Linked DNA regions of Mus musculus: all the other regions are linked to region 1. A link is a contact called in public promoter capture Hi-C data. All regions are on one chromosome and are shown on one strand. Each heading gives the region's core, a stretch centred on a gene start, on an enhancer-like site or on the middle of the called end of the contact. The rest is flanking DNA. Distances are from core to core; before and after follow the strand shown. Region 1 holds the start of Arhgef11 (Rho guanine nucleotide exchange factor (GEF) 11). Region 2 overlaps Kirrel (kirre like nephrin family adhesion molecule 1). Region 3 holds the start of Mef2d (myocyte enhancer factor 2D). Region 4 holds the start of Cd1d1 (CD1d1 antigen). Region 5 holds the start of Dclk2 (doublecortin-like kinase 2).

Region 1 (5,058 bases), core at 1,855-4,354:
ATGTGTTTGTACATACATTTGTGGTTTTTGTTCCTCGATTTCTTTATCATATGATGTAACATCAATGAAGAGAGTATCAGTGTTTATAATATTTAAGTTTGAGATACTAAAAGAGATAATGCCATCTATTCTAAAATTTGCAATGCGTTTGTGTATGGAGTATAGTTATATCATGTTAGGTATAATTATGGTTTAAATATATAATGCATTTGTAATTAATTGTATGTAGGATAGTTTTTATCATGTTAGATGTAATTATGACCTAGTTATTGTTTTCATTTAGAAATTAAGCCTGACTTAAGGAGATAAGATTGTGTGTCAAGTTGACAAGGAGTGAACTTGTGATGGCTATTCTTGGTTGTCGACTTGACTACACCTGGAATTAACTAAAACCCAGGTGGCCTGGTACATCTATGAAGGACCTTCCTCCTCTTCCTTTTTCTTTCTTTCTTTCTTTCTTTCTTTCTTTCTTTCTTTCTTTCTTTCTTTCTTTCTCTCTTTCTTTCTTCCTTCCTTCCTTCCTTCCTTCTTTCCTTCCTTCCTTCCTTTCCTCCTCCTCCTCCTCCTTCTTCTTTCTTCTTTCTTCTTTCTTCTCCTCCTCCTTCTCCTTTTTCTCCTTCTTCTTCTCTTCCTCCTCCTCTTCTTCTTCCTCCTCCTTTTCTTTCTTTGTTTTTGTTGTTTTGTGTTTTTGAGACAGGGTTTCTCTGTGTAGCTCTGATTGTCCTGGTACCTGTTTCACAGAGATCCACCTGCCTCTGCCTCCTGAGCACTAAGATTAAAGAAGCATCCTACCACGCCTGGCCTGAGATATATATATATTTTTTCTTAATAAAGTCATTTGAAGTAGGAAGACCCACTTTTAATCTGGATCTTTTGAAGTTGAAAGATCCACCTTTAATCTGGGTCATATCTTCTAGTAGCAGCCTATATAAAGGACATGGAAGAAGGAAGCTTTCTCTCTCTGCCTGCTTGATCTTACTCTTGCTGGTAAATCCATTTCTCCACTGGCATTAGAGCTTACTTCTTCAGGATTCTGGTATATAGTGAAGACCATCTGAGACATCCCGCCTTGTGGACTGAATGGCTACTGGATTCTTATTTTGGCCCTCCATTGGTAAGACAGCTACTGTTGGACCACAACCAGTAAACCAGTCTAATAAATCCCATATGTGACTGCTCAGAGATTGTGGGCAGCCTGAGATACTTAGTGAAAACACTATCTCAAAACAAAGATACAAGCATCTGGAGATAAGGCTTAGTAAAAACATGCATGGCAAGTACAAGTTCAACCCTACTGTGTGACAGACATTTCCTGAGAAGATGTAACCAAGTATCTACCCACTCCAGAAAGGGACTAAGAGCAGAACACAGTATAGAGACCACCACAGTCCAATTTGGGGAACCAATGAGTCTTATTAGGGCTGCTTACAGAAACGTGGGTAGGGTCTTTCTTATAGGAACAGAAATGACTTAAAGACAGTAGCATCCCCAAAGAGCATCCCACCAAAGCTGGAAACCTGGAGCACACTGCACACTCTACAGCAGCTCACCATACTGTAGTGTTCTCTCTAGGTAGGTAGCTCAGTTGTTCTGAGCCTCTTCCAGGCTGCTTAGCTGGTCTTAAAGTTGGATTGTCTGAGGATGATTCTAAATCGTTCTTATTGATTACATATGCTTGGGGAGGGAGGGGTCTAGTGAATCTAGTCAGTTTCAGGAACCTTCTGAAGCTGTTTTGAGTTTGTACTTCCTGTCTGAAGGAGCTTCTCCACGGGATAGCATGTTTTACCTCTCCTTCGAACATTTTGCCTAAAAAATATGTTTCGCTTCCCTTTTCATATCCTATGTCTTATAGGATTTCTCTCCAAGAGAGAAGGTTCTGAGTGGAAACTGCTACCCAGCAACCCCCTAGAACACACATAAAGAGGCTGAGTTTGGGTGGCTGTGAACTTGCTCTCACAATGCTGAGAAGGGTAAGAGGGTGGCACTTACTCACCAGCCATTCTTGGCCTACTCAGCAAGCTGGGGCTGTGGAGAGAGACCAGGCTCCAGAGAAGGGGTGAGGTTGTTTGGCATTTGAGGAAGAATGCCACCCACACTTGTCCTCTGGGCTCCACAAGCACACCTGTGGAAGAGCGCAGCAATTGTTAAGGTTCAGATGGCAAGCACTCAGAAATTTCAAGAAGTTGTTTCAAGAGTCACAGTGCTGCTCCCCACGGTTATAGAAACAATATCAACTCCAATAGCTCTAGTGGTAGAGGTCAGTAGTCCACCGTCCTCATCCATGCGGAGATGGGTTTTTGCTGGTGCCTCTGCCTTTAGGGGTTTGTACTCCTAGAAGTAACCCCAATAAATCCACTGGCTGTTGAGAACAGGCTTCAGTAAAACTGTTGGTGCACTATCTAATGTTAACAGATGTCTGGTCTCACCAGGAAGTCACATATTACACACACACACACACAAAATAACAAAGTGTATTCATCAACCTGTACTGGAAAAGTCTCCTTTTTACTTCAATCTTTACTTCTGACTTCCGACAGTTACTTGAAGAGATTTAGAAACCGTGATTTCACGAAGGGGGTGTGTGTCATCGAAATAACATTGCCCTGCAAAGGCTTTTGCATTGAAATTAAAAGGCAGAGCCATACAAGATACCCAAGCTAAATCGAGTACAGCCGCGAGGGGAGAGACGGTGGGTGCTCAGAGGGGCGAGGGCACAGCTAAGAGGGTTCCTGGTAACTTGGAAAGGAGCGCGACAAATGAGTGAAAACGGGCAGAGGAGGACGGGACCGCAGCGAGAGCGCAGACAGAGGCGCGGCCAGCGGACACTGCGGAAACAAAGGTCGAGTCTCTGGGACAGCAGCACCGGGAGCAGCTAGGCCGCAGCGCGCGGACCGGGGGCGCGCGGGGCTGTGAAAGGGCGGGCGGCGCCAAGGAGGAGCCAGCGGCCGGCCCGGGCGAGCGGAGTCCGCCGTGGCGGGGCTGTGGCGAGGCGGGGCGAGGCGGGGCGGTGGCGGGGCGGGGCGGAGCGGGGGTGGGGCGGAGCCGGCCGGCGGCAGCGGGCTTGGCCTTAGCGAGCGAGCGCGCGCGGGGGCGGGGCCGGAAGCGCAGCGGCCGCGACGCGGACGCCGGGAGCGGCCGAGCGGGGAGGCTGTGGCTGGCGGGCGGGTGGGCACGGAGGCCGAGGCCGCGGCCCGGGCTCTCCGCGCCGCTGTGGAGGGCGCCCTGGCCCTAACCGAGCCGCAACAATACTAGGAGCGGGTCGCCGGACACGATCGGCGGGCGAGGGGGAAGCGGGACTACCGCTCCAGAGCGCTGCGGCGAGAGAGACTTTCGGAGCCTGGACGTGCTGGAGCACACAGAGCTGACTGAGGAAATTGTCTGAGAAAAAGGCCGATCTGAGGCTGGGTTAGGTGGAGGAACCTGCAAGTCGAAAGGGAAAAGAAGGTTTAAGATTTCCTGGGGGTTTGGCCAATGCTACCGTTTTGAAGGTAGAAAGCATTGCGCTTCAGGTGTTTTGTGATTGTTGTGTGTGTGTCTGCACAATTGGTTCATTTCAGAATTCAAAAACCTTTACTGTAGAAGAAGATGGTTGTTTTGTTTTGATTTTTAAAAGAAATCCGCAAATTTTGCTTCCCAGGGCTGCACTGGACCGTGTTGTGTACATACTGCTGTGTGGTTTTATTTATTTTAACTGTGCAAATCGTCTGGAAGATTTTTCTCCCAAGTGCCATTTCGGATTTGTTCAGCCTTTTTGTTTTGTTTTGTTTTGTTTTTGTTTTTCCTTCCCTGGAATAATTCTGCTGTTGGCATTTTAAGCATTTGGAAACCAGAGATTTTTTTTTTCAACCTTTGGAGCTTAAGGCTTCCCTGTCAACAGAAGGACAGCTGGGGAAACTGGATTGAAAGGATGGCTTTTATCTGTCTGCAACTAAGACTGATATTTTGAAGTCAGATTCTTTCTGTGGTTCAGTTTTTAGCCCGTAGGGCTAACCTTGAAGAGATTTGTGGTTAACAGTTTGGTTTCTAAGAAGGTCATAGTTTTTCCTCTCTTTTTTTCTTTTCATTTTCTTTTTTAAGACGAGGGAGGGGAAGGTTAAGGGTGAAGGAAGGAGGAGACCATGTTAACCGATAGAAGCAGAATAGCACTGCAGTTACCAGGGTCCTGACAGCTGGAAGAAACAAGGATTCAGTCTTCAACTTGGGAGGCCTTCCTCTCACCTTCCTTCAAAATTGCAAGGGACTCAGGCCTGATCAAGACGCCCAAAGAAACTACAGGATTCCAGAACTGTGGAGACACGGAGAAACCATGAGCATACGGTTGCCCCATAGTATAGACAGGTATGTTTAAATAATTGAGGATTTTTTTTTTCCAACACTTATTAAAATGACTGGGGGGGAAGTGTTGTGTTTGCCTGGCTGGGCTGTGGGATAGATAGGCTGTGGTCTATGAGGACTGTCAGTGTGTCAGTATATATGTTTCTGTACCCTCGGTGTGTGTTCATGTTCAAAATGTACCCCATAGTTGTGTGTCCTTTCTAACCAGTAAGCAGTGAGGCTGAGAGGAGGGGGTGATGCTTGCTGTGGCTTTTACCTTACACCAGGTATAAGGCTCACTCTGAGTCCCCCAGCTTGCTAGCCTAGGGATCAGGTTGGACCAAACCTGCTCATGTGAACCCACAGGGCTGAGTGGGGACTAGCTTTAGCTATCTGGGGAGGGTCGGGGGACGGCTGACAGGGCTGGGAGCCTCCATGAGGCTGATAGTTATGGAATGGTGGGGCACAGTGGTAGGTAGGGTGGTTCCCATTTAAAATGAGGAAGATGCTGTTGCCTGAAATGTTGGGACAGTGTCACCAGTGTCACCAGTGGTTGATAGAGCTCGGAAATGTTTAGGCCACATTAGGATTTCTTCTTCCAGTTGAGAGTTTAAATTGAGACCTACCAACAGGCTGATTGATGCTCCAGGTTTAATCTTCCAAGCTGTTCTCAATAAGCTTGACTCTGCAAAACAGGCCTTCCCTTTGCTTGAAGCCGGAAGGAGTTGTTTTGGCTCCTAGGCC
Region 2 (4,816 bases), core at 1,320-3,819, 520 kb before region 1:
AGACTCCATAGCTGTGGGACCGAAAAGCAGGAGGGATGATGAGGAAGAGAGAGAGAGAGAGAGAGAGAGAGAGGAGCAGACAAAAATCTGAAAAATCTGCAAAGCTGTTGGCTGGCAGATGTCTCTCATATGGATAGCAGAGGAAGAAAAGAAAAGTTAACCAGCACGGAGAGCAGAGAGAGGGCGCTGGTAAACATGGGGCATCTCAGTACTTACGGGGCGCTCTGTGTGGCTCACAAGGCCTCGCCCTCACCACACAGAGAGAATAAATAAGGTTTACTGGCTTCTTAAAGGACAATCCAAATGATATTTCTACTCCTCTCTAAGACACAGGGTGGGCCTCTGTGCCCGATCTGCCTTGCTTACAGGCTCCCGCTAACTCCCACCCAAACACCTACCGACCCCTCCCACTGCCTCCCTCTCCAGAGGCTATGGATTCCTCTGACTGCATATCTATCGACGTTGCTCTTTCTCATTTTCTCCCTCATCAACAATAGATCCGTCAAATCCATCTCCTTTCTTTATAGATTGTGCCATGCAGATTTCCTCGGCCTAGACACACAACAAATAATCTCACCACCTTCAAAAATAATAAGACCAGAAATATGTAGTCCCCCAACCCACTCGCATCATTACAGTGCCTCGTCGCTAACGATATTATCCTCAGAAAGCCCGTTCTGCCACTCGGCACAGAAGCCAAGGATGCGCTTTTAAGACAGGCAGGCTGTGACTGTTAAACCTGCTTCACAAATCAGCTAACCAAAGCAGAGCGGGTTTGCCTCAACTCATTCAGCGGGCAAGTGGCCGAGCTGTAATGAGGGCCAGGTATCTTGACTCTTTTTTTTTTCTTTTTCTTTCTTTCTTTTTTATTTGTTTTTGTTTTTGTTTTTGTTTTTTTTGAGACAGGGTTTCTCTGTATAGCTCTGGCTGTCCTGGAACTCACTTTGTAGACCAGGCTGGCCTCGAACTCAGAAATCCTCCTGCCTCTGCCTCCCAAGTGCTGGGATTAAAGGCATGCGCCACCACTGCCTGGTTGTATCTTGACTCTTTACCAAGAAGTGCTTCTAAGGGTTTCTGTGCTATCTGTGGGATATAGAGGGCTGGCGCTCTTTGTCTCCAACGGAATCTTTACGCTTTCTTCAGCACCGGCTGTATAGCTTGTGCTTAACAAATGCTTCTGGAATAATTAAACAAGAAGGTGCTTAGGCTGATGGTGTCTAAGCCGACACGGACCATGTAGGGGGCAAAGAAAAGCACGAAGCGCTCAAAAGGCAGACAGGGAAGGAAGAGATGCTGTAATTATAACTAAAACAAAAGCAAAAATAAACCAGAAAGGGCAGACAGTGCCCGAGCATACCATCTCGGGCATACAGGGGGCAGGGCAGGCTTCGCTAACCCAGCTCCTCCTGCATGACCTGTCTACAGCGCCCCACCGTGTGGGTGTGTCCCTGACTCCATCTAAAGCTCTCAATGTAAAGTCCTGTTTCCCTTGATCTCCCAGGCTGCACACCACCTTTCCTGGGCCAATTCACAATCTGAGGGAAGGAAGAGTTGGCAGGTAAGAGTGACAGACCTGAGGAGTCAGGAACAAGGAGAGGGAGCGAAGCCAGGAATCTAGGCTGAGAGCAGGGAGTAGGATTTCTGGGGGCTGGAGGCTGAGCAGCTACCACGCACCTTCCTTTCTGCTGCGCTGGGGATCAGACTCAAGGCCTTGCACATGCTAGCTTGCACTCTACTGAAGGTGCCATCCCAGCCCACTACTCACCTTTGAGGCCCTGGCCCATACCCAGGGCCAGCCCGTCCTTGGTCCACTGTACAATCCCAGAGTAGTTAAGGAGCACACACGGGAGCACCGCCCGCTGTCCGGCCACCACAGTCTGATCAGCTGGCTCCTGGCTGAAGCGAGTCTGAGTCCCGGGCAAAGCCAAAGCTAGCAGTGGGAAAGACAATGAGTGAGGAGGGTTCCTCACAGTACCCCATTCTTACCCTGCATCCTGTGCCACGTAATTCCTTTACTTCATAATCTCTGGCTCAGGGCCCCAGGTATAGGTCTAAGGTTCTGGAGGGCTTAGCAACCACAGAAATGGTTTGGCACTACTTAAACGTCTTTGGATTGGTCCTGATCCAATTTTGACCATTGACGTCCAGGGAGCAGCGCTGACCTAATGACCACCCCCACCCCCACCCTTAACGGCGGCACTAGGTTAGAGTTCAAGCCCTTGCTGTCCAGGTCCTGGGCTGTTCTCCACAACTCCTGCCTCTGCCACCTCCCCTCAGAATGTTCATGGATGACACATCCACAACAAAGGAGACTCTCAGGCCACTGTCCCTTTCTCCCCGTGCCGTGTGGGCCAACAGATGTGTTCATCTTTACCAGGACAGCATGTCTACTTGTGTGCACTGACGGTTCCTGGGCAATAGTGTACCCAAAGCCGAAGAGCCCTGAATGCAATTCATGGAACGCTGGCCCTGTTCCATGTGTTTACCCTTGACCCAAGGGCTGGGGCCCAGGGAGGGACACACTGATACATCTTGCATGCACACAGCCTCCTGCACCATGGGAGCTGAGACAGTGTGGGACTTTGTTCTGTTCTCCCTCTGGCTCCGGGAGCCACACATGGCTGCCTGGCTGGCAGCTTGGCCGGGAGCATTTGATTAGAGAACTGCAGAGTAATTGCCTTTAATTGTGGAGCCTAAATGGAGTAGGGAATTGGATTGCGGATTTCTTCTCTCTTGCTCCCACCAACGGGCTTGCTTCATCACTGGCTGGTCCCAGTGGTGCGTCAGGCCTCCTGCACACTGTGCACAGCACGGGTGTGGGCATTAGCATCCTACGATGGGCTATAGGGAAGCAGAGGGACTTTTGAGCGGGTGGCAAAGGGTTAAGTTGGAGGCTTCCTTGCCACAGCTCCAATGGGTCAGCCCAGGCAGTCAAAATAAGCTCTCTTCAAAGCTTTGACTTCTGGTTCACCTCTCCCTCCAGGTCCCTGGGTCTATAGAAGCCACAATCCAACTCCTCCCAAACCTAGCCTCTCTATTCCTCCTCTCCATTTCAAGACCTCCCTCCCACTCAGCAGAGAGGCTTCTCCCAGTTCTTGTTCTGGGATCAAACCCAGGGTGCTCTACCACTGAGCAACACCCCAGCCCGGAGTCCCTAGTCAACCCACTCCTTTCTTTTCTCCCCTTCTTTCCAAATGTGGTCCCACATTCGCCTTTCTGGAAGGTCCTCCTAGGCTGCGTCCATAGCCCCTGTGCAGGCATAGCTTGTCCCACCACTGAGCCTCGCTGTGGCAGCTCTAGCGACAGGATTTCCTGTCCAAAGCCGTCAGGGATTATGTCCCTGTTTTTGTCCTCGGGAGGTAGCTTGTTGGTGGAAGCGTTTGCCCTATCTGTTCCACTAGAATGGAACTTCTCCTCATTTTGGGTCTCCTGGAATCTGGTGGCCAGAATAGGACACAGGGGCAGGCTCTGTCCTTGGTTAAGTGAGACAATGAATGACTTTGGATCTGAGTGGGGCCAGGATGTTAGAAAAAAAAAGGTCCTTTTTTGAGTGTGTGTGTGTGTGTGTGTGTGTGTGTGTGTGTGTGTAAATGGCTCCCCAATTCTGTAGAACTGGCACCCCATCCTGTCTCTTAAAGAAGAAGAAGAAGATTAGGCCCATCCACATCTCCAGAGACAAGGTAGCAGGTGTTGAGATCCGGGAGGAAGGCTTGGTCAGGTGAACAGCTAGTGTTATCAAGTCAAGCATTTGCATATATGATTAGTTAAATTTATTCATATCCTTGCACGTTCTTGAGTGCAGCTATGTGCTACAAACTCTGTGCTCCTGTTTCTGTTCCTCACGGACCCTAGAGTCCAAGTCAAGGGCTTGTGAGAGGCATGGCCTGTGAACTTGGATCAGAGTCTGGTTGATATTTATAGCTTTTCTACATGAAGCCTGAGTGATGGTCTCTTACTGGCATCCCCAGAAGGCGGTGGGCAGCTGGCTGGGTGTTTATTTGCAATGAGGTCAATGGGCCTTTGGTGGGATGGCGGTGGGACACACCTGGAAAACATGGATCTCGCTGAGGTGAGAAACAGACAGACCTGACCTGGCGCTTCCTTATCTGGTCCTCTGCTTGCTCACTGCGAGATGACAAGTCTGGGCGAGTCTGCCAAGCAACCTTCCTACTCAAAGGCTGGGAGAATCAGCTTAGGAGAAGACTCAAGCTTTCCAAGGTCTCTCTGCATCACTTCCCAACCGAGTGGCCCTGGCCAAGCCACCCTCCGAACCTCACATCCTTACATGAGAATGATAATGTCTCCTCCCCGAGCTTCTGTGAAATCAAATGTGGTGCAGTGGATGCCAGGCCTACGAAAGGCTTTTGCCCGTACCTACTAAATAGCTGTGAACACTATTTACCCCTGAACAGCTGGACAATCAGAGGTACACACTAGAGACTCTTCCAGAAACCCAAGAAGGAGTGACAGAGGATGGTGTCTGCTTCTCTGTGACGTTTGAAGTAAAATCTTTTTTCTTCTTTTTAAATTTAGCCCCAGTGGAAGCAATTTAGTCTCAAAATGGAATGGAAGCAATGACCGGCAAAGTCCGACGATGAAGGAAATGTGGGGGAGGGGTGTTCCTCCAAATTTGAATCCACAGGAAGACCACTTTCTGTACCAAAGTCACAGGCAGTATTTGGTGTCCCCAAACAACTCTGCAGCCAAGACAGCATATGGGGGGGGGGTGGAAGAGAGAGAGAGAGAGAGAGAGAGAGAGAGAGAGAGAGAGAGAGAGAGCACAGATGTCATGGGTAGTACTTAAATCAACTTTTGA
Region 3 (4,773 bases), core at 1,638-4,137, 520 kb after region 1:
AGGTGAGAGGAGGAGGATCTGCCAAGCAGCTCACCAGACTAGAGGGGAAGGCTAGAGCACTTTTCCTAGGTTGAGTAAGGACTGACTGCCAGGTAGAAGAGGGTGCTGAGAGGAACAGGGACCTTTCCAGTTCAGGTGAACTGGAGAAGCTTGAGAAGGGGTGGATAAAGGAGGATTAAGTTTTATTTGCCAGATAGCTTTGTGAAGATGCATGTGAGTTTACAGGGTGTTCTTTTTAGGATGTCGGTGGGTATCAAGGTTTTACAGCAGGGCTGGAAGGTGACTTTTCTTTAGAACAGATGGGCGAGATGACTGAGGCAGTAAAGCGCTTGCCATGCAAGCCTGGCCACGGAAGTTTGATCCTGAAACAAATGGAAAAGTGGAAGATCCACGCCGTAGAATTATCCTCCGACATCTAAATATGCAGCATGGTACGCTAACAGAATAAACTGATTAACAAGAAATGGTGCACAGCCAGAGGTAGGAGAGGAAGCACGAGACTCAGTCATTTGCCACCCAGAGGATTCTGGGATGGGAAATTCAAGGGCCAGAAGAAAAGAACTCAGAGTCACTTTCAGGAAGTCCAATTTTCATCTAACTTCCAACATTACCTTGGCCCTTTTCAGTCTTTCGTGGAAATCAAGACCTCTCCCAAGACGTTTTCACAGTCTGAGTTTTGTCCCACTTGTAGTTTTACTGCCCCCTATTCTGGTCTCCTGTGAGTTGTCAAGTCAGCAGTGAGTGTCCAGGGCCCCCACCTCCCTGAGCTCTCGGAGCTCTTCCTGCTAGTCTTTTAATATCTTCCCCAGGTGACTCACCTTCCTTCCTCATTCCTTTTTAAAGGACTCAACATTCCAGGTCTAAAGAGGGCCAGCCAACCAATCACAGCCATGGACGGCCAGCCTCATATTTGAGATTGGCTGGGATCATGGCTCGCTGGAAGCTCACCAAGTTAGTTAGGGAGAGGCTGGGGAGGGGGATTCTGGGAAAAAAATTTTCTTCTGGCCTTGGTTATGTTTTGAGAAACAAACTGAGTTAGGTTCTCTAGCTTGGAGAGCCTCCAAGGTTGAGGCAGGTTGAACACTCCTGAGGGCTTAGCTGTCCCGGGCCCATCCTGTTTTGTTTTCCTACAAGCTGGGACCCAATGGCCTGAAGGCTGTGTTCCCAGGCCTGTTCCTAAGACGTCTTTTCCAGCAGCCCTGAATCTCTCCAGTCTCAACATTCTGCTTTTCCCGACGTCGGGAAACAGCCGGAAAAATAAACACCCTGATGACTAAACGGTTTCTCCAGCTAGAGCCTGGGGAAGCACTAAAAATAGAGGCCACAAGTGAGGGGAGGTTCCCCACGGGGAGGGCACTTTCCCATTCTGCTCCCACCATAGCCACAAGCAGGAACAAGGCTGTGTTCTCCCAGGGCTTGGGGAAGGGCAGATGCCTTCACTCAAGTCTTGGGGGCAAACCAGACTGCTCAAGGAGTACTGGCAGCTCTGTGCCCCCACCCCCCATACTACTAGGAAAACTAAGGAGCAACATTTGGGGACCATGTGTGATCCTACATAAATCAGGCTTCTGGAAGGAGGGGCAAAGTGGAAGGGTTGAAAAGGGAGGCCGAGGGACTAGAAGCCTACGTGCTTCCTGTTTAAGGAGGTACATATATGCCTCCAAGCTCTTTGCAGAATAGTCCTATTGAACTGGCCCACTATGAGCCTTTTCTGAACTCACGCAGGCCCTAAAAGGGCTCATTTTCAGCTGAGCAGCCCGTGTGGGTCATACAGTGCAACACGAGGCACTGTACTAGTCTACTGGGAACTAAACTCACACCAAATTCACAAGTTATGTACCTGGCCTTACCACCTTCAGCTTACCCAAGAGGATGGAGAGTTAAGAGATGTGCTTTGCTCTTTTCAGAAATAGTGGAAAATTTTGAACCAAAACAGTCTGACTCCGAGATTATAAATTTTCTAACCCACCACTTGTCGCCTCTTCTCATCTCTCCCACAAGAAGCCAGAACAGGGACTTTGTTCAGTAAAGCAGACCCTAGCTTGTTGAAGAACCTCTTGCTTCTGTTTTGCTAAGGCTTTGAAGTCCACGCCAGACTCTGTCATTTCCTCAAGCTCCAGGTAGAGCCAGCCGAGGACTTGTTAGTGACAGGATGCGGACAGGAAGTCTGACGGGTTAAAGGTCCAGAAGCAATGGAGCGCACAATCTTGTTGTGAAGCACTTAAAAATTCACCACGCCCAGAGGCCGTCGGGGATTTTAAAAGATTTTTTTTTTTGAGAGAGTTATATTTCTTCAAGACAAGGCTTCTGGATGTTTCCTGTGAGGCAAGGGAGGTAGTGGTTGGGGTCCCGCCCCTTTAAATTGCCCCCTCCGTAGTTAAGTGCGCTGGGGCCCGCAGGCACTAAAAGATTAGATCACCCGAGAATTATGCACTGTAGCTTTAAATGTCTGGGCGTCAACCGAGCCGGGTCAGGGGAAAGGAGGGGACCTGTCACAGGTAGAGGGAGCAGCGGAGCTCCCCAGGTAACCACGAGATAAGAGAGCGCGATCTGGCTTCGGAGCTTTGTCACACAGTAAGTGTAGGAGCTGGGGCCTACCAACACTCTTATCTCCCCAGAACTTATTTACTTAGATCCCTGCCAACTCTGGAGCTGGGGTGCTGAGGTACCCGCAGCCTCGCTCTGTCCCGCAGGCGGAGGGATCTGGGCTCCACGCGCCGTGGTCGCGCGCCCCAAAGGGGTGGGGCGCAGGCCGCGGGCAGGGGGCGGGGTTGCGTCCCAGGCCTCCCTGCCAGGCCCCGCCCCCAGCCCTGCGGGGCCCTCCCATTGGCCCCCTGCTTGTCCATCACTCTCGTCTTTTCCCCCCCTCCCATCTCGCAAGCTAGGCTGCGCGGTGCCTACGTCGGCCTCGAGTCTGGGGCTGGAGGAGTTGCCTTTGGAGCCCGAAAGGAGGAAGGAAGCAAAATATCAACAACCGTCGAGGCGGCTTGGGCGCTCGGCTGCGTGCCTGCCGCCCGCCGCCGCCGCCCCCGCGCGCACCAGGGGGTCCCGGCCCTGTGGCGCCGCCCAGGCCGCGTGGACGCGGCGCCTTCGCTGTTTCCCGTCGGAGCTGCGGCTTCGCGTAACCGAGGATTCGGCGGACCGGGCCGAGGCTCCGGGCGCCGTGACACCCCGTCCCCCCCACGGGCTGGTGAGTCACGACGCGCGTCGGCCCCTTTAAGAACCCCTCCCCCACGCCGCGCGGCCGGGCTCAGGGTGGTCTGGAGCGCGAGGGGTGTACGGGCGCCCTGGCACGAGCGTCCCGGTCCGGGCGGGGCGACGGAGGCAGTGTTGGTGCTGGGGTGTCTGCTGTGACAGCCGCGCCTGGTACCCGAGCCCCCGTCGCCTCGCGCCTTGGCGGGCGCAACGCACGTGGCTCCGGCCGCGATTTCGCGCCCGTGGGGGCCCCCTTGGTCGGGCGTGTCAGCAACGCCGGCTGGAGAACCCCTGGACAGTAGTTTGCAGCTGTTAACACCTGGCAGGACCTCTCCAGGCCTTTCTCTTGGACGGTGCGGTGCGGGCCGAGTCAGTGCGAGTGGGGTTCGAGTGGTGAGGCTGGCCCAAGGGACTACTGTGCTCCCGGCCTCCCACCTCAGAGATGGGGCAGGGAGGCCTCCCAGAGATTCCATCGAGCCCTCGGGGTTCCCAGTGGCCCTGGACTACCCAGCTTGTCCTGAGTGCCAGTTCTGCCTACGACTGACCGGCACATTGGGGCCAGGCTAGGGGAGTACAGTGGGTGGATCCCGTTCCCTCCTGCCCTACCCGTGTGAGTTTCCTCCGAGGCCTGTTTGGCTGTGTGAGTGGTGGATCTTACCCCTCCCCCTAGCCCTCAGTGGGTCTGAGCTGCCTGACTGTGGGAAGTTTGCCGTCTGGGACGGTGACCTTGGGCTGCTCTGGCCGGATCTCGGAGAGGAGCCTACTGAGTGCGCTTGGCCTTGGGAGCTGTCCACCTTCTGTTCGTCTCCCTGTATCCGCGGTAGGTATCCGCCGAGGGGAGCATTGGCGAGTTACCTGACAGTGTTCTCAGACACCCAGCTTCTGGCCTCTGGCCACCGAGCCCCAGTGCTCAGCCTGGCTGTCCCAACTCCCATGGCCTTGCCTGTGAATGAATTTCCTTCCTGCGTCTTCCAGGATGGGGGTGGGGTGGGATGATTGTGGGAGTGGCTGAGAACCTTGTTATGTAGGGTGGTTGGGGAATTCTGGAGCTTCTGTAGAGCACTTTTCCCATATACCCCAGAAATGGACACTGAGGCTTTGGGATTTCAGTGGTCATGTTCTTTGTTTGTGACTGCTGTGCCCTTCATACATAGACCCTGTGTGTGACTGCTGCGTGTACTTTTAGGGAGTCAGGAGCTTTCATTCATTCCCATACTTACCAAAGTGGTAGAGCATTTTACTTAAGGTCACACTTCAGCTTTTGTATCAGACTTATGTCTTCCCTCTTTCTGCCATATATTTCATGTAGGGAGAGACTCTAAAGATTAAGAATAAAGACACAACAAGCCTTGCTCATGCAGGCGTGAGCCTAGAGAAGAAACAGGACCCAGACAGAAAGTATGGGAAGCCTCGTGTTGGGGGATGGGCACAGGGCTTGTGCTGCCTCTGCTAAGCCCAGTGGCTGGAACAGGGTGTGGGGGACTTGGACAGGAGGCAGGTGCAGGTTGCCCATCCCCCTCTGTGTGGTGATATGGGGCTGGAGGGCCCCAGCTCTCTGCTCTGGCTCTCTAGCTTCTA
Region 4 (4,898 bases), core at 959-3,458, 620 kb before region 1:
CTCTGGATCTTGTCAGTTTCTGGGTCTTCTTTCTTCTTATACAGAGAACATCTTATCTCAAGTCTTTTGGGGTTTCTTTTTTATCTAGAATTCCCTCCTTCTAGCTCTTCTATAATAGTTAGGGGCTTCATTTCTGAATCTAGATCTGTTCAACTCCCGCTCCATGTTTGATGGCTGCCTCTGCTCACTGGCAACCCAGGCTCCAGTTCTTTCTTACCCCAGTAGAGGATGATATCCTGTCCTCCTAGGCTGCTGTGCTTCACCCTGCAGGCCAGGCCAGCTTCCTCTCCAGCCTCCACATCCAGGGTTGCTTGAAGATACCATGTCTCATCAGCATTTGGCAGGAAATCACCTCTGTGAGTACCCTGTTGCTCCTGGTCACCCCGCATCCACATCACCCACACAGGTTTTGGGTAGAAGCCAGAGACATGACACACCAGCTGCCTATGGCCATGTGCAGAGCTGGGGACACTGGACAACCAGGCCACTGGCTTCTCTGTACTCATCAAGAGAATAAGAAAAAAAATTTAAAGCAAGACATTTTATATTAGGGGCTCCAGGTCTCCAATCAAGTTCATGCTTCCCACAGGTCCACCTCTGGAGATGAAGTTGCCTATTAGTTTAATCCATTTGTCTCCCTCTGGCTAGGAAGACCATCCCTGATACTTCTACCCCCCTCCCTGATCTGAGTCTCCTGTAGCCCTCCTCTGTACTCTGGAACAATCTGAATTTCAGCTGGTACAGCCTGCCTCAAATATGGCATGGCTCAGTTTTCATCCCCAGTTTTATTTAACTCAATTTATAGAACCCAAGAGTGGCTGTCAGTGAGAAAATAAACCCCACAGGCCTTACTCATCTCTTCCTAGTCCTTGCCCTTCCTCTACAGCTGACAGTGATGTAAAAACCTAGATGGATCCAAGTGGAGAGCCAGGGTGAAAATAGCCAGCTGACCTTGCTTCTCTAGGTCTGACTTCCCTGCCTCTAGGAGACCACGGACAAATAGGGGGCAGGTGTCATTCAGGAGCATCTGCACGGTTGCACTTGTCCCTTGATCAGCGTTGAGCACTTTGATGGGCAAGTCTAACCAAGATGGGGCCCCTGGGACTGTCTGCCAGGACGTTCCCCAGAATCTCACGACATATTTTCCTTGAAATGCTACGTGTAAAAAGCTTTCCGAAGCATTCCCAGGGTACATTTCACAGCCCGCAGACAGCTGGATCTCAATGGGATCTGTAAGGAGGAGTAGGCAGAGACCAAAGAGTTCATGATTAAGGGATTTGGAAGAAAGGAATTGGTATGAAGATTATCGTTAAGTGCCAGTTGAGGAAAATGATCATGGTGCCCTAGAGCAGAAATGGGCTATTTTTAGAAGGGACAAGGGTTACTTTTAGACAGAAGTAAAACCATAAGGGTGGACAGAGAAGAGAAGCTATGCCCGATGCCCACAGTTATCCAGCTGGGGTCTGGATCACTCCTGCCCACTGGGTTCAGGGTTCCAACCCCTCCACTCACAGTCTTCTTTAGGTGACATCATTTTGACTAATTCCTGTATGTCCCTGGTAAAGCTGACTCGATAGACTTGAAACATATGCTGCAACTTCTCCCACTGCTGGTTACTCAACTTGCCCTGGGACCATGGCTTCGTGAAGCTGATGGTGGCTGAGTCATTACTCCAACGGTGAGTCTGCAGATCCCCCAGCCAGACCACGCTGTCTGTGCGGGACCAGCTTCTGTTTGCAAAGGAAGACATCTGCAGGCAGCGGAAGGTGTAATTCTTTTGCTGGGCTGGAAACAAAGGAAAAGGAAAGAACTTAGCGAGTGGGCTCAGTCTGAGGACAGACTGCAGTAGGAAAAAGCTCAGCTTTAGCTGCGCTTGCGGAAGGAAAGGCAGGCTCAGTGTAGTTCTGAACTGAGCTAAGCCCTGAGCCGCAGCCATACATTGCTCCTCCCACTGTTGTTGCAAGCCGGGAAGCCCACCTCCACCCGCCCACTACTGCACAGAGCTTGTAGCCAGCCTCTTTCTCCCTCCCTTCCTCCCTTCTCTAGATTGTGTGCGCTTTTACTCACTCACCTTCAGATTGTCCCCAGACCTGTAGGAATGCCCACAGCAACAGCCATGGTAGGTACCGCATAGCGCCAGAGTTCTACACAGCCCTCGGCTCCGACTTCTGCGCTTTACTCTGCTCCCGGACTGGTACACAAAGGCTCTGGGGTTTTTGGTGCAGAGCCAGCAAAACCCGGAAGGACGCGCAGGCACGATTGGTAAATTACTCTTTGACAAAGCCAAACCCCCTGGTAGTTGAGGGTTGGAGTGCAGCTTTACTCAGAACCGCTACGCAAACCACTTTTAAACAAAACAAAACAAAACAAAACAACAACAACAAAAATGTCTTTCCGTTATACTAAAGAATGAGGTTGAGACTATCGTCTCAATATCGAAAGCAAGACAAAATTGTATTTCGGTTACAACTCCGATGGTATTAAAAATGCAAGGGGAAAAATAGAAGGGACGTTTTGGTCTAGCTAGCAGGGGCTGTCTGCAGGTGCTCCATTTACAAGTTTGGATCCTCCCAGATATCTATAAATATCACATTAAAATAATGATAATGATAATAATAGATGTGATTCTTCTAGTGGTTCATTGAGAGGATAGGACTAGGCGGGTTAAGTTCCTTCATAGCTTTCGTATGCCCACAGTTTCCCATGTCAGATTCTTTTTCCCCTTACCCTGGTTTCTTTTCTCCCTTGCCTTACCTGCCCTCTGGCTGTCCCCGACTCCATTTTGGGAGAGTACAGGCATATTTTATTTTTAGTTTTTATTTTGTTCTGTATATTGTACTGTCATGATTTGCGAAAATCGAAGACTTGTGTCAGTCTGATGTGAGGAAAAGCCAAAAGTGACGAGATGTGCCCCCTCGAAGCGCTTCAGCACAGCGAAAACACGGGCCATACACCTGCAGACAGATGTCTTTCCCACTCACTCGCAAATACCGAACCTCTTGTTTTTGAGAACAGAGGTAAGATTACAGGGCGCGCCTGTGAGTTTGTAGGGCCATTCCCAACTTCTCACGCTTAAAACAAGTAGTGACAAAAACAGTTGCTCAAAATTTCAGTTACTGTGAGAAAGGAGAAGTCATCCTTGGTAAATCGTACTCCTGCAGCAAGCATCCTGATACCATCTTCCTCGTTCCTTTTTAGTCACCCCGTTGTATGCTTTGCTCTGTCTTTTTGCCTTGTCTCCTAAGTAGGCCTCTTCTCTATGTCTCTACCCTTAACATAACCGCAACCTTCTGCTTCAACTATATGAAATACCTTCCACGAGGTAGGAAAAAACCCCATCATTGATCGGTATAGCCTCTAGGATCATTCTGCCCATGCTCTGGCTTGCCTTGGAGCATCGTTTGGGACCCTACTCTAAGTCTCACATGCTTTCGTCCCTTAGATACAGCTTCTTCCTCAGATCTCTGCACAAATAGACCCCTTGGGGACCTCTGACCTCCAAGCGCCTGCCTAGTGTCCACTCAGACTTCAAACTCCAATGTAATTTTCTCAGAGAGCCTCCTCAAGCTTCCCAGACAGTGTGAATAAAGACTGGAAAGCTAGCCAGCCCATCTCCACACACTGGGCGGCAGCTATCTTTGTTGGCCTTTCTTCCTAACACATAGGCCTTGTCATTACAGAAATGTTAGTTTGACCCCTTCGCTGTCCCAGCTGGAGGCTTGTCAGAACGCGAGAATCACATTGCCTAACCTGACTCCTCCCATTCTGCCTTCACCAACCTTCTCTCCTGGGCCCCAGTGTTGTAAGAGTCCTAGAGGGCAGGCTTCTCCCTCCTGGCTGTGCTCCTGGAGGTGGCTCTAATCCACTAGACCTGATTTTACTGGATATTGCTCCCAACAGTTTGAGAAAAGTTTTGTTAAAAAATAAAAGGTTAAAACAATGATTATTTTTTATAGTTCAAAAGCATGATTTTTTTTATCACAACAAACTTATACCATTTCCCTCCATCCCTTTACTTCCTCCAACTCCTCCCTCATAAATTTAAACAAACCCTCCCTCTCCAGTTGCTTTTGGTCGTGGTGTTTCAATCACAGCAGTGGGATTCTAAGACAACCTCTCTTGACCCTCCTTTTGCTTTCCTAGTTTCTGTGGTTACTCCAGTTTATATGCTCTCAGCTCAAGTTTGGGAATCGATGAAAGAGAGATGAGAGGGCATGCAGCATTCGTCTTTGGGGTCTGGTTTATCCCACTCAGTATAATATTTCCTTGTTCCATTATCTACCTGAGAACTTCATGATTTCATTTTCCTTTATAGTTCCTTGCTCCTCTTCAATAAAGTATCTGCAGTGCAAGCTAAAGCAGTAAGGCAAGAGAAGGAAATTAAAGGGATAAAAATAGGAAAAGATGTCAAGCTAACCCTATATGCAGATGACATGACATTCCAAAAATACCACCAGAACACTCTTAGAAATGATCAACAGTTTCAGCAAAGTGGTAAGATACAGATAAACTTCTATTTGCCAACAACACTTAACATGCCCAGAAAGATATCATAGACACACTCCGGTTCACAATAGTCTCAAAGAAAATGAAATATTTAGGAATAAACCTACGGAGGAAGTGTACCTACTGTTACTATTTTTTTTTAAGTAATTTAAGAAGCATTACTTATAGATCTTCTATGTAAGTCTGCTAGAGTTCTGCTATGAGTTTACCTGGGCTCCTTTGTTTTGTTTTTAAGTTAAAGGCTTTTTATTACGTTTCAATCCCCTCATTTGCTATGGGTCTGCTTAGGTTGTTGGGCTTTTCTTCGCTTAACTTTGATGGTTTGGATGAATGCAGAAATACATTTATTTCTTTTAGATTTTCCAAACGAGTGGAGTGCATGGTTTTAATAT
Region 5 (4,806 bases), core at 1,251-3,750, 700 kb before region 1:
GTGTGAGGTAGCCTCTTCTACAAACTTACACACAAGAAGATAACTTAATTTTAATTGGGTTGTTGTGTAGCCTGAGCATTGATAAAAGTGACAGAGAAACTCAGCCACTTTAGGGACTTGTCAGAATGGCTAACTTTTTTTTTTTTTTTCAGAAGTGAGGCCTATTAGAAAATAGTAACCCTGCTGCTTAAGTTTCCTCATCTGTGAAAGGGAGAAAATGCCTTTAGACATAAGCTCATGCTGAAATAAGAAAGCAGCTTAGTTCGGGGATCAGTTTCCACCTCTGACAAGCTCATGTGGCTATGGCTACACGGAATGTACTATCTGCATTAAGAACGATGCCTGAGAGCTAATTATATGTAAACACTCCCTCAGTACACACTGAGATATCTGCCTGATCTTTTGGGGTGTTTGGAACTAAAAATTGGGTTCTTTAACTACCAGCCACCCTTTCCTTACTAAAAGCAAAAATGAAAAATACTGCAAGAACTCTAGAATGACCAAACCTATTGGCACGAAGTCCCTCTGATTGATGCATGGTTGGTGTGCCAGGATTCCTAATTTCTAACAGGCCTTTGCTGCTGGGTCCCAAGACCCTACCATTCTTACTGTTACTCTCTTCATGGAGAAGACAGAGAGACTCACCTTGATTCACCTCGTTGCCAACCAAATGTGGAAAATCCTTTAAACAAGGTGGCTTTCCATTTTGGCTACACTGAAATCATCTGAGGAACTTTCAAAACTCTAAACGCCCAAGTCATACCCTAAACCAAGCACATCAGAATATCTAAGGGGTGGGGCCGGGTCCGATATTTTAAAAAGTGCCCAGCACGGTCCAAAGTGAAGACAGGCTGAGTGAGACTTTTTCTGTGCTGGCTTGCCTCTCTTGATCTCCAGTGCCTTGTGCCACACATGAAACCAGAAAAGCCAACCTAGAACGAGTCAGAACGAGCTAGCTGTGCACAGAAGGTACAATGGGATCCCAAACACAGGAACAGCACAGGTACTGCACTGGCCTCTACCAAAGGTTACCCAGCGCCTCACTGGAGAAACACGCTTTCAAACAGTTTGCCCTTCCAGCAAAAATAAGTTGGCTAATTTTACAGCCATCATTGTTTGTATTTGTCTCTGATCATTAGAATTTTCTTCCGTTTTTAGAAGGCCAATCTCTTGGGAAGGAGATAATGGGTGCACCCCAACCCAACACAAACGACCGAGGAGCAGACAGTTCCCGTGGCTGCCTAGAAAGCAAGCGCCCGGCAGGCTGCCCCAGCGCAGGGCGGGGAAGCGCGCTGGCCGCAGCCACTGCACCTGCCGCTGTGCACGGGGCCGCACCTGCCGCGCCGCGCCCGCCCCTCCTATTTACCTTCCAGCAGCTCGTCCAGGCTGGTGACCTTCCGGCTGCCGTCTATGGTGTAGATGGTGCGGACGCCCTGGGGCAGGTTCACATTGTCAGACAGTGAGCGGGTGAGCTCTATGAGGAGCGCATCGAAGGAACGGAAACGGTCGTTGGAGATGGCAAAGACCAGGCCTTTGAAATAGCGGTCCCCATTCCGGTAGAACCGCGCCTTCTTGGCCTTCTTCTCCGAGCTGAGGGCCTGCAAGGTCCGCGTGCGGTAGAAGCTGCAGTGAGCACTGTGCGCCGGGCTGGGGATGAGCCCGTTGCCCTTGGGGCCAGAGATGCTGCTGCCCCCGGAGGAGCTGGGAGCCCCTCTCCGTGACCCTGGCCGCGGCCTTTTGTCCCGTTCTTCAAAATGTTCCAGCTCAATGCTCCTTGTGCTGGCCATCGCGGCTGCTCGGGAGAGCTCTCCACAAATTAATTAATTAATAAAAGGACGTCCCAACCGCCCCGGCCGCAGCGCGCCGCGATCTAGGCGCTCCGTCCCGTCTTAAAGCAGCGGGACACCTGGCGCGGGCATTCGGGCCATGCTCGCAGGTGGAGCCGCTCAGCCAGCTAAAGGCGGCCGCAGCGCGCAGCAGCCCAGCTCATTGTCCCGCGCGCCCTCGGTCGCCGCCGCCAGCTGAGGAGCCCCACGCCCCCCAAGCGCCTCCTTCGCCGGGCCACGCCTCACAAGTAGCGCGCGGGCAGCAGGCCGGGAGCCGCCAAGTTGAACGACCCTAGGCTGGCCCGGGTTCGCATCCGGCCTGCGCTCTCGGGCGCGCTGAGTGGAGGAAGGAAGCGGAGGGGGGAGGGGCGCGAGCGTGGGCGAGGCGCCTCGGGGCTGCCCGGCGCGGCCTGGGGTCCCGGGTTCCCGCCGCCGCGTCGCGCGCGCCCAGGCCCAGTCCACGGCCGGTGCGCGTCCCTGGCCGGGGATCCTCTAGAGGCGCTGGGCCCCTGCGGGAAGAGTGCAGCCGCCTCCCACGCACGCACGCCCACGGGCATCCGCGCTCTCGGCCGCCTGTCAGGGCCTGGACCCCGGAGGACACCCTCTGTCCCTTCAGGGACACCACAAACCACACCGAGAGGGAGATGGTGAGGAAGAGGGCGGCGCCGCGCGAGGAGCGGCTCTACGGTCCAAGGAGGCCCCGCCCGCCCGCCGGGCTACCGGAGCTGCGCGCTCCCGGGCGTGACCGCGCTGCGCGCTCCACAAGCGCGGGGGCTAGCGCAACCGCGCTAGGCAAAAGAAAAAAAAAAAAAGCCTACAAAGGAAGGAGACTCAAGGGCAGCAAGCACATCCTTATCCTGCCTCCTGGGGAAAAACCGAGGCCAACCTAGAGCAGAAATACAAAACATAGCACTAGGTTTGGATGCAATATTAGTTTTTTATAAACGTCTGATTTATTGTTTAAATAAAAAATCCTTTAGGCAGAAAAAAAAAATCCTTCACACTTTCTACTGCAGATTCGATAACACAGTAGTTCCAGTAACTTTGAATGAATACATGACTACAAGTTATTGGTTTCATTGAATCAAGTATTTGTGGAGAGCTTGCCATTTGCCGGGCATTAATCCCATCACTGGGGATGCGCGAGCAGAGAACAGAACCTCTGTGAATTTACCCGCGCTCACGTGTTCATTCTGAGCTGCTCACAGAAGTGGACTGACAAACACCCATCATGCAAGAAAACCTCTTCTTAAGTGGATATCTGGCCCACAATAGACATGTTTCAAGAAATTTTTGAAACGTCCGTTATTTCACTTTGGTGATGAAGCTCAAAGGCATTTGGCCCCAACCTGACACATGAAATTAATGATTCGGCACCCGGTTCTTCAGCAGCCCTAAACAGCTCCAAACTGTCCTTGAAGGTAGGGCGACAAAAAACGCTTTGCTTGTGATCGACTGGAACAGCATAAAATAGGAGTGGGTAGAAACACAACCATGAGCACCGTGAAGCAAATCCTTCCTCATAGACCTAGTTGGCCAAAACATGAGAACGGATGGAGATAGAGGGGCAAAAAAAAAAAAAGTTCCATGGGCATCCAAGATGACTCAGTAGGTCAGGTGACTCATAGAACTGCCAATCATCGCCAGATCCCACGTGGTGGAAGGGAAGCATAGACTCCTGTAGTTTATCCTCTGACCCCTGCATGCATGCCATGCCAAGACAACACAGTAAATAAATCTAAAAACTTTTGTGAGGAAAAAAATTGTTCCTGAATTCTATTTCTAATGCAAATGAACTGGGAGAAGGCAGGCTTCAAGGAGGCAACTACTAATTAATCTGGGTTGCTTTATGGTTTAAAGTTTATAGAACCGTAACACGTTTTCCTCTTTCGTGCAAGTGCAGAATGTCTACAGTGAGATGTTTAGAACTGGCATGTATTTCCCTCGCTGGGATATTCCCTGCATCTCAGAAACCCTGTCTGACCTGCTAGCTGTTCACCTGTCTGGAGACTGTTTGGGTCTCTCCTGGACTGAGATCTAGTTTAAGGTGGCTTTATGAAGACAGGATGGCCACAGGCAAATAAGTCACCTTCTGGAAGCCAACCTTGACCTCTCTCTCTCTCGGCTGTGAATTACCGTTCTATAACTCCCCTTAACCCTAACATTTACTTGAATAAAAAATCGGGGGAAAATACTTCATTTCTCATCTATTGGCAATTCAAGAAGGAATTAAATCTCAAAACATTCCCTCGTTCACACATTAAAATAACCCCTTTCAGCCGGGCGTGGTGGCACACGCCTTTAATCCCAGCACTCGGGAGGCAGAGGCAGGCGGATTTCTGAGTTCGAGGCCAGCCTGGTCTACAAAGTGAGCTCCAGGACAGCCAGGGCTATACAGAGAAACCCTGTCTCGAAAAAACAAAACAAAAACAAAACAAAAATAACCCCTTTCTGCTCTGATTACACATTTTTTTAAATAGTCGTAGACTATCCAGTAAGTATAAAAACTTCACTGGCAATCTGCAGCAAGGATCTGGTAAACGCTTCTTGTAGAAAGCTCAACATGACAGAGAAATAAAGGGCTGGTGTTTGCATCCCACACTCTTCCCTCAGGCCACCCAGGCTGGCAATGCTTTTGAGACCAGACTTCGGCACTCTGCTTAGTACCTCTCCCCAGTCTACACTGCCCAGGGAAGAGAATGCAAACCTTCAAGTGGTATAATCTGTTTAAATAAAACTTCATTAAATTCTCCACTAAGTGGTTTTATATTTAAAAACAAACAAACAAAAAACTTGTCTTGACTATTTCCCGGTTTTACTTTGTTACTCTTTTTCTCAAAGGCCTTGACATGTCTTCAATTTTTTGGCCCTGAGCTTCGATCTTCAAGGCAGTTTTCCAGCCATTCCATTACTTATTACATAAAAGATGCCTACGGACCTTTTAGGCTGCAAGCACTTTGGCAATCTGCTGTCTCATGTC

The links. Promoter capture Hi-C pulls out the DNA fragments that hold promoters and counts their contacts.
Region 2: a promoter capture Hi-C map of hippocampal neurons shows a contact between it and region 1, with 2.6 times the contacts expected there. The contact joins the enhancer-like site here to the promoter of Arhgef11 in region 1. A contact is called at or near these places in 2 of 39 promoter capture datasets (embryonic stem cells and hippocampal neurons), 1 of 15 datasets of contacts at CTCF or cohesin (large pre-B cells), 1 of 115 datasets of contacts at active chromatin or transcription factors (embryonic forebrain) and 1 of 9 other capture datasets (liver).
Region 3: a contact with region 1 is called in a promoter capture Hi-C map of hippocampal neurons, with 5 times the contacts expected there. The contact joins the promoter of Mef2d here to the promoter of Arhgef11 in region 1. A contact is called at or near these places in 4 of 39 promoter capture datasets (embryonic stem cells, hippocampal neurons, liver and 1 more) and 1 of 484 Hi-C or Micro-C datasets (embryonic stem cells).
Region 4: a contact with region 1 is called in a promoter capture Hi-C map of embryonic stem cells, with 7 times the contacts expected there. The contact joins the promoter of Cd1d1 here to the promoter of Arhgef11 in region 1. A contact is called at or near these places in 15 of 39 promoter capture datasets (the 3T3-L1 cell line, 3T3-L1-derived adipocytes, the C10 cell line and 9 more), 1 of 115 datasets of contacts at active chromatin or transcription factors (forebrain) and 3 of 9 other capture datasets (adipose tissue, liver and macrophages).
Region 5: a promoter capture Hi-C map of hippocampal neurons shows a contact between it and region 1, with 5 times the contacts expected there. The contact joins the promoter of Dclk2 here to the promoter of Arhgef11 in region 1. A contact is called at or near these places in 5 of 39 promoter capture datasets (hippocampal neurons, liver, neural stem cells and 1 more) and 2 of 484 Hi-C or Micro-C datasets (both in embryonic stem cells).

The regions. Positions count from the first base shown.
Region 1 is chr3:87,614,455-87,619,512 of GRCm38.p6, forward strand. Arhgef11 (Rho guanine nucleotide exchange factor (GEF) 11) reads left to right here and starts at 3,105. Exons shown (of 40, transcript NM_001003912.2): 1 at 3,105-4,338. The coding sequence starts at 4,307.
Region 2 is chr3:87,095,977-87,100,792 of GRCm38.p6, forward strand. It overlaps Kirrel (kirre like nephrin family adhesion molecule 1), which reads right to left. Exons shown (of 16, transcript NM_001170985.2): 3 at 1,766-1,930. Among named protein-coding and RNA genes, the nearest start is that of Gm24472, 31 kb to the left of the region's middle. Within about 2 kb of position 2,570, at least 49 of the 459 cell types and tissues checked have an H3K27ac peak or open chromatin away from gene starts, as enhancers often do. A contact at or near this core is called in hippocampal neurons, where this site is marked.
Region 3 is chr3:88,139,485-88,144,257 of GRCm38.p6, forward strand. It overlaps Mef2d (myocyte enhancer factor 2D), which reads left to right and starts at 2,888. Exons shown (of 12, transcript NM_001310587.1): 1 at 2,888-3,190.
Region 4 is chr3:86,997,121-87,002,018 of GRCm38.p6, forward strand. Cd1d1 (CD1d1 antigen) reads right to left here and starts at 2,209. Exons shown (of 6, transcript NM_007639.4): 1 at 2,072-2,209; 2 at 1,513-1,785; 3 at 952-1,230; 4 at 218-496. The coding sequence starts at 2,132.
Region 5 is chr3:86,918,384-86,923,189 of GRCm38.p6, forward strand. Dclk2 (doublecortin-like kinase 2) reads right to left here and starts at 2,501. Exons shown (of 16, transcript NM_027539.5): 1 at 1,367-2,501. The coding sequence starts at 1,787.